Linked DNA regions of Mus musculus: regions 1 and 3 are each linked to region 2. Evidence: chromatin contacts called from public HiChIP or PLAC-seq data. All regions are on one chromosome and are shown on one strand. The core of a region is the stretch at or near the end of the contact, and the rest is flanking DNA. Distances in the headings are between cores, read along the strand shown.

Region 1 (4,317 bases), core at 1,684-4,183, 130 kb after region 2:
GCAGCAGGTACATGGTTGAGAGAGGAAGCAGAGAAGGTGGGGTAGAACACAGGGAAGTCTGGATGCAGGTCATGGCCCCCAGGCACCGGAGGAGCTCCTGTGTGAAGGACATGGGAGTTTGGAAGGCAAAGGCTGCTTTACTGACTGGAAGGCACACTCGGGAAGGAAGAGGCCTAGAAGTCCCTAGAAGGGACTCTCTAAGGTTCTCCCCAGGTCTTGACCCCTGGGAGCTACACACACACACACACACACACACACACACACACACACACACACACACACAGGTTCATGAACAGATAGCCCCCGCCCCATCCCCAGCCAGACCCATGTGCACATAGGCCCATGCACTTGGCTCATGCATGCATGCATGTATGCATGCAAGCATGCAAGAGCTATGTGTGCAAAGTGCAGGCTCAGAGAGGCTCCCTTCAGAGACACTGCCACAGTAGTCAGACCGCAGCAACTATGTGCAATATGGAAATGCAGCATGCAGACACCCACCCACCTATGCAGCATGCAGACACACATGCCTGTGCACACCTGCCTCCACACACAGCCATGTGCATGCACATGCATGCCTGCACATGTGTGTACATGCAGACATGTATGCTGACCACAGATGGTAGAGGCCTCACAAGCCGAGCTCAGGATGACAGCTTACCCTGAGCCCATTGGCTGATCTAAACACACAAGCAAGCGGAGCCCTTGTTGTTAGCTCCCAGCCCAGAGGGAAGGTCACTGTGTGCTTGTTGAAATCATGGTGGCTCCTCACATGAGAGTCCTCACAGTGACTTTCTTATGTCAGGGAGTCTCTGTGCAGATGAGGAATGTGTTTTTGAAGGCCCAGCAGGTCAGTTGCAGGTGCGGGAACAGGCTCTCTGTTCCTGGGCAGTAGCCACTGTCCACTTGGCCCCAAAGCAGGCTAGGGAGGTGCCTCCCCTAGAGACTGGCAGAAGCTGGGTTGTTCCCATTAGCTGGCTGACTGATACTGTCTAACCACCCCCTGTACCTGCTCCCTGACTCATGCAGTTAGCCACTCTCTGCACCTACTGCCTCTTGTGTAGAAGATAGCATGACATCTCTAAAGACAGTGCCCCCACCCCCGACACCAGGCAGAGGCAGAGGGTGTACCCCTGGTTTTGGCACCCTGAGCTACTAGGCAATCTGTCACAAGTTGACAGAGCCTGGGTTCAGCTGGATGCTGCACTGGGCACACAAGCAACCCAACCCATGAGCTCCGTGTTGTTCCCCAAGTGACATAGAGAAACGTCACCAAGTGCTTCCACGCCCCAAAATAGCTGGGGTCATTGAGAGAGAAAGAGAGAGACAGAGACAGAGAGACAGAGAGAGTGAGTGCCAGAGAGAGTGAGAGAGATAGACAGACACAAAAACAGAGAGGCAGACAAATAGACAGAGGTGAGAGGGAGCAAACATGGGAGACTGTTGCATTTGAATGCCTCCCTTTGCCCCATGATAACCAGGTTCCTACTTTTGGCCTGTAGCCTGAGGAGACGGGGATCTGCTAGCCTGGACCACAGGGATGCCACACAGTGCCAGCAGTGTCCTGAGCACAGTGTCACAAGTGCTCCGTGGTGGCTTAGCAGATGGCCACTACTCATCTGTCCTGTGGGACAGCAGAAATGCGCAGGCTTCATCCACACTGTCCCTCGACCATGTGCCACCTCTGAAGGCCTCCTGTATGGGGCCCTGTGTGTGTGTGTGGGGGGGGAGGGCAGCAGGAGAGCTGGTGTCCCTGAGCTGCTGACTGACAGCCACCAACAGTCACCCACCTCAACCTCTCACAGCCCACTGGAGCCTCGGGAGCTGTCCGGTAACTTGAGGAACTGTATAAGGTGGAGGAGGCTGGGCCTCCTTACTCTGGACTGTTCTTCCAAACCTAGAGGCCCAAATAGGTAGCACAAAAATCTGGGCTCAGCCTGGCTCCTGCTGAGAATATATATTATACATTATATCATATATTATATATTTTACTTTATTATATTACATGTTACACATTATTATACATGATACATGATTATACGTGATATATCATATAGCACACATGACATATTACATATTAAATACCATATTATAAATTACATGTTATACATTATATATTTATATTATGTTTTAATCTCTCAGGTATGATAATATCTTCTTAATCTAGAGTCTGTCTCCCACAAGGGATTCAGTTTGTTTGTTGAGTGAATGCTTGACACCTATGCACTGGTCAGGACATAGAATCACACAGTAGTCTACCTAGATCCCCACTGGCATGCTGTGTGACTGGGCAAGTCATGGCCTGCTGTGAATCCTGACTCAGATGGTCACCAAGGCCTGCACTGGTGAGCTGCTGACAGCCCTTAGGGGCTTTGTAATCTTCCTGACTGGGAGGGCACATGACTGTTCTCCCACATATCTGAGGGCCTGTCTGTCCTCTGAGACCTGATGACCCTAGCTGCCCCGACACTCAAGACATTTATTCACACCCACAGGGAAGGGCTTTTGCCAGCCTGCGGTGGCCCCAGCCTGAAGCCTGGGCTGTGGGAGGAGCAGGAGAAAAGCTTCGCCCAGCGCTGTGGATGAGGGACGGGTGCGCATCTCCTGTTTCTTAGAACCATGCGCAGCTGGGGTGAGCTCATTTACGGGAAAGGGAGATGGGGGGCTCTATTCACACCCAGCCCTGCTGGGGGGCAGCAAGTGCGTCAGCCGCCCAGCTTCGAGCCTGCCTCCGGAAACGCCGCCCAGGGAGCAGTCACGAATGGGCTGGGTGAGGGGGGAGCTGAGCCTGGTGTGTGTGTGTGTGTGTGTGTGTGTGTGTGTGTGTGTGTGTGTGTGTGTGTGTGTCAGGTGACAACCAGAAGGCCCAGCAAGGCCTGAAGGCTGCTTATGGTGCACAGAGAGGTCAACTTCCCCCTTTCCGGAGTCACCCCACTCCTGCTGCTGGCTGGAGGTCTGTCCAGCTGTCTATGTGTCCAGCTGCTGCCTCCAGGTTTCTACACATCTGCACGGTCCCCAGGAGGTTGCGTTCCAGTCTACACAAGTTATTGGGCTTGATGGTCAGGACAGGGTCTAAAGTGAGACCCTGGTGGACTGGCAAAGCGCCCTGGCTCCCCACTCCACCCACCACCTCCTCCAAGGCTTGGTGCAGCTATTTAAAGCCAGCGGTGGCCCGTGGGAAACTTCTTCAGATGTGTGGTTTTGTCTTCTCTAGCTAGTGCAAGGGCCCGCTCGCTCGCTCACTCGCTCGCTCTCGAGGCGGGTGACTCACTGGCAGTGAGAAAAGCCTTTTTGTTGTTTGATGCCTGCCGGAGGCTCTACTGCTTGAGAACCAAGCCTGCTGGGGCCTTCCCCTACAGGGACTCCTGAAAGGCTTGGGGAGTGCCCAGAGTGGCTCCTTTGTCCCACGGGAGCCCTGGGCTCCCGGTGCTCAAGGGCTTGGCTGTTCTGCCCAAGCTGGAACCACTGTCTGTTCGGGGAGTGGGGGTGAAACACAGCCTCACACTTCATCTCCAGGAAGCCCCCCTCAACCTCTCCAGGACTTCAGGCAATCTCCACATTCCTGACTTTGGGTTCAGATGTGTGGATATGTATGCGGATCATCTGGGAGCACCTGGCATACAGCTGGTGCTCAATAAAAGCTTTGGGGATTAGAGAGGCGGATGAGATTTAATGAGTGTTTACTTTGTGTAGAACATGTCATGGGACTAATCCCACTGAGGGGCTGTGGGTGAAGCCCAGTGGTACATAAGGCCTTGGGTTCCATCCACAGCACCACAAAAACAAACAAACAAACAAACAAACAAACCTCCCCCCAAACTTCCTGCCTGTGAAGAGTTCCACTGGACAGGTCCACGGAACAGTCTTAGACATCTTCCGTTTTATATTTGAGGACACTGAGGCAGTGTATATTTTCTTATAGTGAGGAACATCATAGCAGGACTTGAACCCAGGACAGGCAGTCAGGCTAGCCATGCACTCGGAGCCTCCATGTAAGTTTCTTCCACTCTGGATCCTCCCCACCTCATTTGTATGTCCCCAAGTTTGAGACCTCAAGAATTCACTTCCCCTGGCAGGTGCCTGCTCTTCTCTGCATGCCCACTGCTATCACTACCATAGAAGTTCACACATTTCTGCCCGGGTCCCTGACCCAACCGAAATGTTTTCAGAATAGAAACCAGCCCTGCCTCCCTCCCGCCCCCAAGTGTCCCAAGCACCTGGGCAAACACAATAGCTAGCACCCAAGATTGTAGGCTGAGCAGGTCCCACCAGAAAAGTAACCAGAGGGTGGTCTCAGGGACATTTTCTAGAAACTTC
Region 2 (4,168 bases), core at 633-3,132:
GGAGAAGGAAAGAATTTAGATATGAAGCAGGAGGGGGGACTATTGGAGAGCAGGAGGGTACAGGGACTACTGTATTCACATCATCTTTACAGCTCTGCTGTCTGCAGCACTCAAATACTAGAGACAGCTCCCACGGCCTTCAGACTAGGGGATAAGCTGGCATGGAGGTCTGTATAATGAGCCCGGAAAAGGCACGAGGTAGTGATAGATGGCACAGTATGGATGAACCAAAGAACTGCTCCGCAGTACAAGCTAGACTCCAATGGTCATTCTGTAGGGTACCCCTTATTCCAAGTGTCCTTACTGGAGTACTGGGGATATAGGACCAGGGAGTTTGTTGGCCAGTCAGTCTAGCAAATACATTGAACTGTATGCTGATCTGTGGAGACAATCTGACCTCTGCATGTGCACGTACTTAGGAGAACACACACAAATACGGGGGTGGGGAGGAGAGAGAGAGAGAGAACGAGAACTATCTAAAGCAGACAACAGCAAAGGTCCAAACCAACTGAAAACCAGGAAAGCCAGACCGGCATGAAAGTCTCATGGGCTCCAGCCTGCACCTGTGTAATGAAGTCCCGGGCAACAGGGCAGGAGCTGCACTTGATGAATAGTGCCCGAGATCTCTCTAAAAACTGAATAAAGGAATCAACCTCAAATCTATGAAACTTCTCTAAAGTCCATGCAGAATAAAAACAAATTCAACACACCTAAACATATCATGGTGAAACTGCCCACCCTTTAAAGCAGTCTGAAGTCGGCCCGAGAAGCGGACGGAGCAGAGCCAGTGAGGGGACCACAGGGAAACCAGGGTGGCCTTGCAACTGGGGGACAGGGCATCTTTAATGAGGGAAGTCTGCCCTATAAATTTCCATAATCCGGGAAGATACCTTCCACTTGGAGGGCAAACGGGCAGAATAGGGCTCTAATTCTTTTGTAAGGCAGAAATGGGGCTTGTGATGGGGATCCCGTGGTGCACTGGTTGCCTGGCAAGCCTGAAGCCCTGGGTTCAATCCTGCTACTGTGTGGATCTGTAACCTCAGCTCTAAGGAGGTAAACACAGGACGGTACGAAGCTCAGGGTCATCTTTGGCTAGATAGTGAGTTCAAAGCCAGCCTGGGATATAATACCCGGTCTCAAAAAAAAAATTTTTTTTGTTGTTGTTGTTCCAAAGAAAAGAGGTGGGGAGAGAAAGAGAGGACAGAGTTAAATAGCAACCAAATAGACCTAACTGATTTATGAGAAATACTACATTCGACAGCTTCAGGGAAGGTTGAAGGGCCCATGGAGCAGAGTCTAGCAAAGCAGAGCAGGTACTCTGGTCTGTAATTCAGTCCCTAGGACAATCCCCTCTCAGGCACCACTGCCAAGCTTCCTGGCCACACACTGCCATTTCAACACCTTCATTTAACAAACGTGTGAATAGTACATTAGCAACTATTCTGAATGCCATACCATATTAGAGCTCTTTTATGGTCCTTATATAGAAAGTTCCCATTTCTGGATAAGGAAACTCAACCCCAGGGGTGTAAGACATTTGTTTGGTACACAGCTAGGAAACCACAGTTCCGAAGATGGACTGTAGCGGCATGAAGTCTGTAATCTTTAGAAGCCTGACTCCTTTTCTCATTAAGGTTGGCAACCAAACTAATTAGATTGTCAGGAAAACTGAGGCCCGTCTAGGGCGCACCCGACACTGGGTTTGTTCTCTGGGGGCACGTCTCTGGCAACAAACACAAGTTAAGAAGCCCAGACAAGTTGTGCACACCTGCTTTAATACTTCGTGGCAAGAGGCCAGGTGGACCCTGCTCTGAAAGCCTTGGCTGTCACCAGACGGGCGAAGGCTTTCTCCAAACAGCCGGCAGAGGGCGCAGGCGACCCTCTCTCAGGCGCCACTTCTGCAAACCGCGCGGGGCCAGCTGCAGGACGCCGGCAGTTTGGGGAGTTGTCAGTTCAGATCCGCAGCGTCGCCGGCTTCCTTCCTCTTTATCAGATCTGTCAGGGCCGCGGCGTGTCGTGAAGGCACCTCCGGCCTCCTTCCCTCCTTCCTGTGGCGAACGGACGCAGCCATCTAGCGAGCGAGCGACACTTCGCACCCTGACACTTCGCACCCCGGGGGCCAGGCGGGGCAGGGGGAGGAGCGACACCTGCTGCAAGATCGGTTCACGCGTGGGCCCTTTGCGCCTCTGCACCCTCTTCTCGCCTGTGCCCGGCACACTGCCAGGTTTGCGTGGCAGCTAGGTCGAGGTGGAGAGAAGGCGCTGCTGCCATCTTTCTAGGGGTCCCTGGACCCCGGTGGCTCCCAGCACGGTGCATGCATGGCTGTGGCCTGAGCCATACTGAGCGGTAGGTAGGTGCCACCTAAAAGAAAGAGGTGACAGTGCACGAAATATCTCTAAAGATCGGTGACATTATCTTCATAAAAAGTATCTTAGGGTCTAATAGAACGTGTCACTAGGTCTGCACTCAGAAGGGCCATTGGAGAGGAGGAAGGAGGAGTGGGGGAGGGGTGGAGTATCTTGAAGCACCTAGGACAACAGTCCTAAGCAAGAGTCCCCTTACTCTCTGACTCCCTCCCTAAACAAGAGCAAACTATTTGTAAATAAGACCGGCCCCAAACTCACAGAGATCCTCCTGCCTCTGTCTCCTGAGTGCTGGAATTAAAGGCATGTGTCACCATGCCAGGCTAGAGCAAACTATTTTCATTCAACTAGCTTTAACAGAAAAGTAACCTGCTTCCTCCCTTCCTTCTTTCCTCCCTCCCTCTCCCTCTTTTTCTCCCTCTTTTTTTTTTCTCCCTCTGTTCCCTCCTCCATTCCTCCTTTAGTGCCTAGTTAGATGCTGTCATCTCCCATGTTAGCAGGGGCTGGCCAGATTGACTTTTGGCCCAGCAGTGGGGCAGCCCAGATCTTACCAAGGGGATATTCAGCAGTCTCTCCGGGGATGCTAGGAGAGTCCAGCGGTCCCAGGGACACCTGCTGCGCTGCGTGCTCTGGCTCAGTGGGGTGTGGAAGAGGCTGGTCCTGTTCAGTCCGACAGGGATTTTAGGTCTGGGGAAAGCAGGAGGATTAGAGGAGGCTTGGGACACCTGAATCCCAGCACTTGGAGGTTGGGGGGAGAATTGGGAGGTCAATGCTGGGCAGTGGTGGCTCATGCCTTTAATCCCAGCACTTGGGAGGCAGAGGCAGGCGGATTTCTGAGTTCCAGGACAGCCTGGTCTACAGAGTGAGTTCCAGGACAGCCAGGGCTATACAGAGAAACCCTGTCTCAAAGAAACCAAAAAACAAAAACCAAAAACCAAAAACCAAAAAAAAAAAAAAAAAAAAAAAAAAAAAGCCCGAATTGGGAGGTCAGCCTCTGTTGGGCAGAAACTCCTTCAAAGCATCCAAACAATTTTGCCCCAGGCTGGGGAGATGACACAGTGGATAAAGTGCTAACAAATGGATCTGGGTAGACATGGCAACCCTGGGGAGGTGAAGACTGAGGTCTCTGGGTAAGCTGGCTAGATGACACTAGCCCTCCATCGTTAAGCCCAGGGTTTAATTGACAGAGCCTACTTTTATGAACAAGATGGAGGACAATGGAGGCAGATCTATCAACCTTGGGACGTCACAGACACGCCTACAGCCTACATATGCCCACTCGTACAGATGAGAACACACACACCCCATGACCTCACACCACATCTGTATGCTAACAGAAAAATGTTTTGCCTCCTCTTTAAAAGTTAAAAAACAAACAAACAAACAAACAAACCAAACCAAACCAAACCTGCTCCCTATTCCTACAGATCCTTCTGGGACTCAGGGGTCCCTGCAGGAACCTCGAGGTCACCTGTTTTGCAGTTTTGATCGGGAAATGTGAATAACTGTAAACACAGACCATCCCAAGTTCCCAGCCCGGGATCAGTTTTGCCACTGCCACTGGCAGTTGGTTTTTGAAGGGAAAATCCAGCAGGGCTCTGCCGTCACATTTGAACTTGACATTCTACACCTGCTTTTCCTTATCTGATGTCAAGTAGAAATCAATCATGACAGCAGGAAGCTGGATTGTCTCCAGCGTCTGTGTGACAAGGATGGCCAAGGCCGGAGTTCCTTGCCAGAGAGGGACTGCAGGGGGTTAGTGCTGATCTGGTACAAACCCTCGAGGCTCAATGGGGGCAGGATGG
Region 3 (4,721 bases), core at 1,345-3,844, 78 kb after region 2:
GGGTCCTGCATCCTCACTTTTTTTTCCCCCTGGAGTGTCCCTGAGCTAGGTCTCATTTTAGCTGATTGGAGTCTCTGCTCTGTCCTGGACAGACCACAGACATGGCCATCCCTGGCACAGTCTACGTGCTTGAGAAGCAGTGTGCTTTGTCAGTCTGTCTGTGTGTCTAGGGAGGGATAAAAATAGGGGCCCGGGCAGCTTGGGAGCCCTGTGGTCTCACCACACTCATGCATGCACGCACATACAGAGCAACCTATCTCCTCTGTGCACATCTGCGCAGGCCTATTTCAGGGAGCTGCCTGTGTGTCATGGGATGTGGGGTAGCCACCACTGCCCAGCCTGCAGTCTGCCCGGACTCCACCTGCCGTGAAGTCATGCCCAGCTCTCACAGCAGGCTGTCTCCTTCCTTGTTCTTCTCCCGGGTCTTCTCCACAGGACACACAAGCTCCATCTCCAGGAACTAACTCCTCCGTGTGACCCTTTCATTCCGTTTACTCCGCATGTCTTTATCCCCCCAGATCTGCCTGTTGTGGATTTGGTTCAGACTCTGTCTTCCTCAGGAACATTCAGGAAGTCTCTGAACAGGGTTGGGAATGACCAGGGGGAGTTCTGTGGCTGATGTGGTGCATCTGGGCCGTAGGGAAGAGGAGACATGGTCCAGGTAGGAGGTGGCTTTCATGTCACACAGACCATTTGCTAGGCACTGACCTCTTGCGGAGACTTGCTTTTGCCAACCGTGACATGGTGATAACAACGACTCTGTCCACTACGTGGATTCTCGTGGAAGATAAGTGGAAATGAGACCTGACTCCCGCAGGTGCAGCTCCCACCGTCCTTACTCTTTCCTTTGGCTTTGCTGGGAGCAGGACCCACCAAACTCTCAACATCTGGGTGCATTTGGACCTCATTCATGATGCCCGTTCAATTAGACTCAATGTGTTCATACGCATCTATAGAGGTCCCGGGAGGCCGAGTCAGGGCTGTCAGAGATCTAAGCAGGGCTGTAGCAGGCTCTCAGGGTTCCAGAAGTCCTTAACTATGAGTCTTGGGGAAGGACTGCCTCTCTTCTGGGCCTTGCTTCTCCTATCTGTAAACTGTGTGTGTGTGTGTGTGTGTGTGGGGGGGTGGATATTAGCCCCAGCAGGAGAAATACAGTTGCCTGCTGTGTACACTCCTGCGTGCTTACGCACAGTAGGTCAGCAGTTCTCTACCTGTGGGTGATGACCCCTTTAGGAGCTGCACATCAGATGTTTACATTATAATTCATAACAGTAGCAGAATTGCAGTTACGAAGTAGTATCAAAATAATTTTATGGTTGGGGGCGGGTCACCGCAATGTGGAGAACCGTGTTAAATGTCACAGCTTGAGGAAGGTTGAGAACCACTGCAGTAGTGCCACCAGAGGGGCCAGCAGTACCCACAAAAGAGACAACCAGGCCAGAGGGGGAGCAGACTGCCTCTCCCAGGGAGCTGCAGAGCCCTTGCCTCAGACACAAGCGCAGCCTGGGCATCTGCTCTATGCAAGGTTCTACCCTGACCAGGGGAGATCCTGCCGTCCCTAGCCAGCAGGCCAGAGCCACGGTGGGAAAGCAGACGGAGCTGTGAGGAGAAGCAGAGAGAGTGGGTGTCCTTCAGCCTCGGCTCCCGGGAGGCCAGGGTTCCTCTTCTGCTTCCTTTCTTTGGAAATACAAAGCAGGGTCTTCTTCCTACTGCTATAAGTAACACAGACTCCATGTTGAGAACTTCCCACAAAGCCTCTGGACTCCGATGGCTCTGCTCGCTTCCGGTGACCGGAGCTGCTGCTGGCATTTTCTTTCCTTTATTTTTTTTTGCTCGAAGATGGCCTTGCGAGGTTTCCTTCCCTTTGCCGAAGGGACTTGACTTCATGTAGGGAACGGGGCCAGGGAGATGTCAGGGTTTCCCCACGGGCCCCACTAACCCACGAGGAACTCTGCTCCCCACCTGCACATGCAGGACCTGTAATCCTTCCTAAGACACCCTGGATCTGGATCAATGCTACTTCCCAGAAGCACCTGAGGCCTCCAGCACCTGAGTGAGACCTAGAGGACATCTTCCGAGGGACAGTTCTTGGGCAGCAACCAGCACTCCCAGGTGAGGTGGGCTTGGGACGGTAAGGAAGCTCTCCTGTTCTCTGCCCCTCCCTTCATCTTCTTCCCTTTCCTTCGGGACCTTCAAGGGCCCCCTCCCAACATCTGCTGCCTCTCACATTAGCCACTCCCTCTTCTCGGCAGATGTAAAGGGGCCAGATGTTGCCCGACAGATGTTCAGGTGGGAGACAAGAAAGGACCTACATCAGTTCCGGTCCAATGGCAGTGGAGCCCTGGCAGGAGTTAAGGCTCCCCTGGACTCTCCTCGGGAAGGTGTTTGGGTGGGTGGTACTGACCGTGGCAACCTTCAAAACTGTAACTTAGACGCATCTCTCCTCTCCGCCCACACGCAAGTCTGAGCCTTGTGCCAAAAATGCCTTTCCCAGACTTAAAAGAAAACCCCAAAGAGGAACCTAAACCTCCGAGCCGCCAGCACCCATAGGCTAGGAGAGCTCTGGCTCGGTGTTCAGAGAAAAACCAGCCAGCGGAGGGGAAGTGAGGAGGGCATGGAAATGCGCATGCGTGGAACAGCAGTGCCCTCTCATCCCTCCCTCAATCACCAACCCCGCAGGTTCCCCATCCCGGACCCTCACCCCGCGCCACCGCAGCAAGGGACACTCCCTGGAACTCTCTTTAGATGCTTCAAGAGTGAGGGGTGATGACAACAGGCATCCCAATTCTTGGGAAAAAACGGCTCTTAAAAGGGTGGCCTTGAAGCGGGGTCTTGAGGAGAAAGGCAAGGCTCCTACCTTCTATTAGTTCGCAGCTTTTTTTTTTCATTTGCTGGAAGAGGAAGAATATGGATTCAGAATATTTTGTGGCACTAATGAAGGTCTTGGCCGTGTCGAGCTCTGCACTACCCTCATTCTATCCCTAGGCCTCCCAAACAGCTTGCGCTGGGTGCTGTTAATGTCTCCCATTTCACAGAGAGAACAAGCACAGAGAGGTGAGGCACTTCTCTCTAGGATGCACAGCAAAGACGTGTCTAGAGCCGGGTTTATACGGCTGAATTGTGTGCTGTGTCCTCTGCCCCACGCACCATGTGCAAAGGGCCTCGCAGTCTTTCTGAGCTGCCCAGCTCTCCCTAGAAAGGCGGGAGCCATATGCTGGAGAATGAGCAAGCCTGAGGCTTCAGACAGGAGGCCAATGTGCAGCAGACACTCTTAGCCTGTGCCGTGCACGGGGCCTTGGGGGTTAAACCACATTCCCAGCCTCAACCCCTTCTATACAACTGGTCAATTTTCCTCTTTGAAATTCCTGTTAGTTCCTCTCTCCTCTCCTCCCCCCACTCTGACTATCTCTTATTCTTCCTCTCTCCCTCTCTCTTCCTCTTTGTCTGTCTTCCTCTGTTTTTCTCTGTCTAACTCTCTCTGTCATTCTCCCTCTCTCCCCCTCTCTTTCCCCCATTCTCTGTCTGTCTCTGTTTCTGTCTCTCTCTCTGTCTCACTCTTCCTCCTCTCTCTTCCTTTCTGTCTGTCTGTCTCTCTTAGTCTGTCTGTCTCTCTTTGTCTGACTCTATCTCTGTTATTCTCCCTCTTGCCCCCTCTTTTTCCCTTTCTCTGCCTGTCTCTGTCTCTCTCTCATTTTTTGAGACAGTTTTAAATATCTCAGGCTGACTGAACTTGCCGTTAGAGGGGAGCGATGACCTTAAATGCTTGATCCCCCTGCCTCCATCTCCCGAGTGATAAGAATTATAGGCACCTTCCACTTGATGCAGTGCTGAGACTCAAACCCAGACCTCACGCACAGGAAGCAAGCACTCTACCAACTGAGCCTCCTTCCTGGCCCCAGCTCCCGCCAAACAATGGGTAAAATTGAGGGTTGAGGGAACCAAGCTGCTAAGTAGCTTCAAGCCATGAACCCTGAACTAAGTGCAAGGTGAGCAGCAACTTCCCCAGGGGTCGAGGGAAAAACTCCAAAACTGGTTCCCCTGGAGCTAAACCGAACCTTTCATAAGCCTGAGCCTCTCCTTGGGGCTCTCTTTCTTCATCTAAGAAACAAGGAGGGTGCTGTCTTCTGCCCACTCCATCTTTCTTGGGAATAACTTCTTATTGAGGTACTGGTCTCAGTTCTTGTCCTGACTGCTGAAGGCGAGACCCAGTTTGTCCTGCCCCGTCTCTCCACTCCACCATGAGTAGCATCCAGGGCTCTTCTCCAGGAGCTGCTGTTTCAAGGTCTGTGATGGTGCCCAGATAGGACACCCAAGCTTGGAAGCCTTTTTTTCCCTCTTTCCTTTCCTTCCTCCCTCCCTTCTCAGTAAATGACTCAAGCAGTCTGACAATAGCTCTGGGAACTGAGGCTCAGAGTTCCAAGGTTCTGGTTTGTTGCAGATGATCTTGGAGAGACTTCTTGGTGAGTGGGTGATGGAGATGTAGGCCAGGCTGGGATGTAGCTCAGCAAAAGCACACTTACCTAGAATGCCCAGGGCTCTAAGTTTAATACACACACACACACACACACACACACACGCTCACACTCACAGGCACATACATATGCACATGCACATAAGCACACACACAGAAACACACATGACACACTAAGCATAGGTCTGCGGATGGCACAAAACCAGACATGTACACCAATCAGAATAGAAGGGCAGCTATAGCCATGTGA

What was found. HiChIP or PLAC-seq counts read pairs in DNA pulled down with a chosen protein or histone mark.
Region 1: a CTCF HiChIP or PLAC-seq map of CD8 T cells shows a contact between it and region 2, with 9 read pairs. The contact joins two enhancer-like sites. A contact is called at or near these places in 3 of 15 datasets of contacts at CTCF or cohesin (CD8 T cells, the NIH/3T3 cell line and large pre-B cells), 50 of 484 Hi-C or Micro-C datasets (3T3-L1-derived adipocytes, the 63-12 cell line, the AML12 cell line and 29 more) and 16 of 115 datasets of contacts at active chromatin or transcription factors (CD8 T cells, the HPC-7 cell line, the SCID.adh cell line and 11 more).
Region 3: a contact with region 2 is called in an H3K27ac HiChIP or PLAC-seq map of DN3 thymocytes, with 5 times the contacts expected there. The contact joins two enhancer-like sites. A contact is called at or near these places in 8 of 39 promoter capture datasets (the 3T3-L1 cell line, embryonic stem cells, hematopoietic stem and progenitor cells and 5 more), 3 of 15 datasets of contacts at CTCF or cohesin (CD8 T cells, the NIH/3T3 cell line and large pre-B cells), 4 of 484 Hi-C or Micro-C datasets (the G1E-ER4 cell line, natural killer cells and palatal mesenchyme), 8 of 115 datasets of contacts at active chromatin or transcription factors (CD8 T cells, DN3 thymocytes, the SCID.adh cell line and 5 more) and 5 of 9 other capture datasets (adipose tissue, embryonic stem cells, liver and 2 more).

What each region holds. Positions count from the first base shown.
Region 1 is chr4:135,078,962-135,083,278 of GRCm38.p6, reverse strand. No RefSeq gene overlaps it. Among named protein-coding and RNA genes, the nearest start is that of Gm42327, 30 kb to the right of the region's middle. Within about 2 kb of position 2,933, at least 108 of the 459 cell types and tissues checked have an H3K27ac peak or open chromatin away from gene starts, as enhancers often do. A contact at or near this core is called in CD8 T cells, the HPC-7 cell line, the P5424 cell line and 10 more, where this site is marked.
Region 2 is chr4:135,204,220-135,208,387 of GRCm38.p6, reverse strand. No RefSeq gene overlaps it. Among named protein-coding and RNA genes, the nearest start is that of Runx3, 54 kb to the right of the region's middle. Within about 2 kb of position 1,882, at least 117 of the 459 cell types and tissues checked have an H3K27ac peak or open chromatin away from gene starts, as enhancers often do. A contact at or near this core is called in CD8 T cells, DN3 thymocytes, the HPC-7 cell line and 11 more, where this site is marked.
Region 3 is chr4:135,126,839-135,131,559 of GRCm38.p6, reverse strand. It overlaps a transcript of Runx3 not described here. Among named protein-coding and RNA genes, the nearest start is that of Gm16225, 8.8 kb to the right of the region's middle. Within about 2 kb of position 2,594, at least 98 of the 459 cell types and tissues checked have an H3K27ac peak or open chromatin away from gene starts, as enhancers often do. A contact at or near this core is called in CD8 T cells, DN3 thymocytes, the SCID.adh cell line and 2 more, where this site is marked.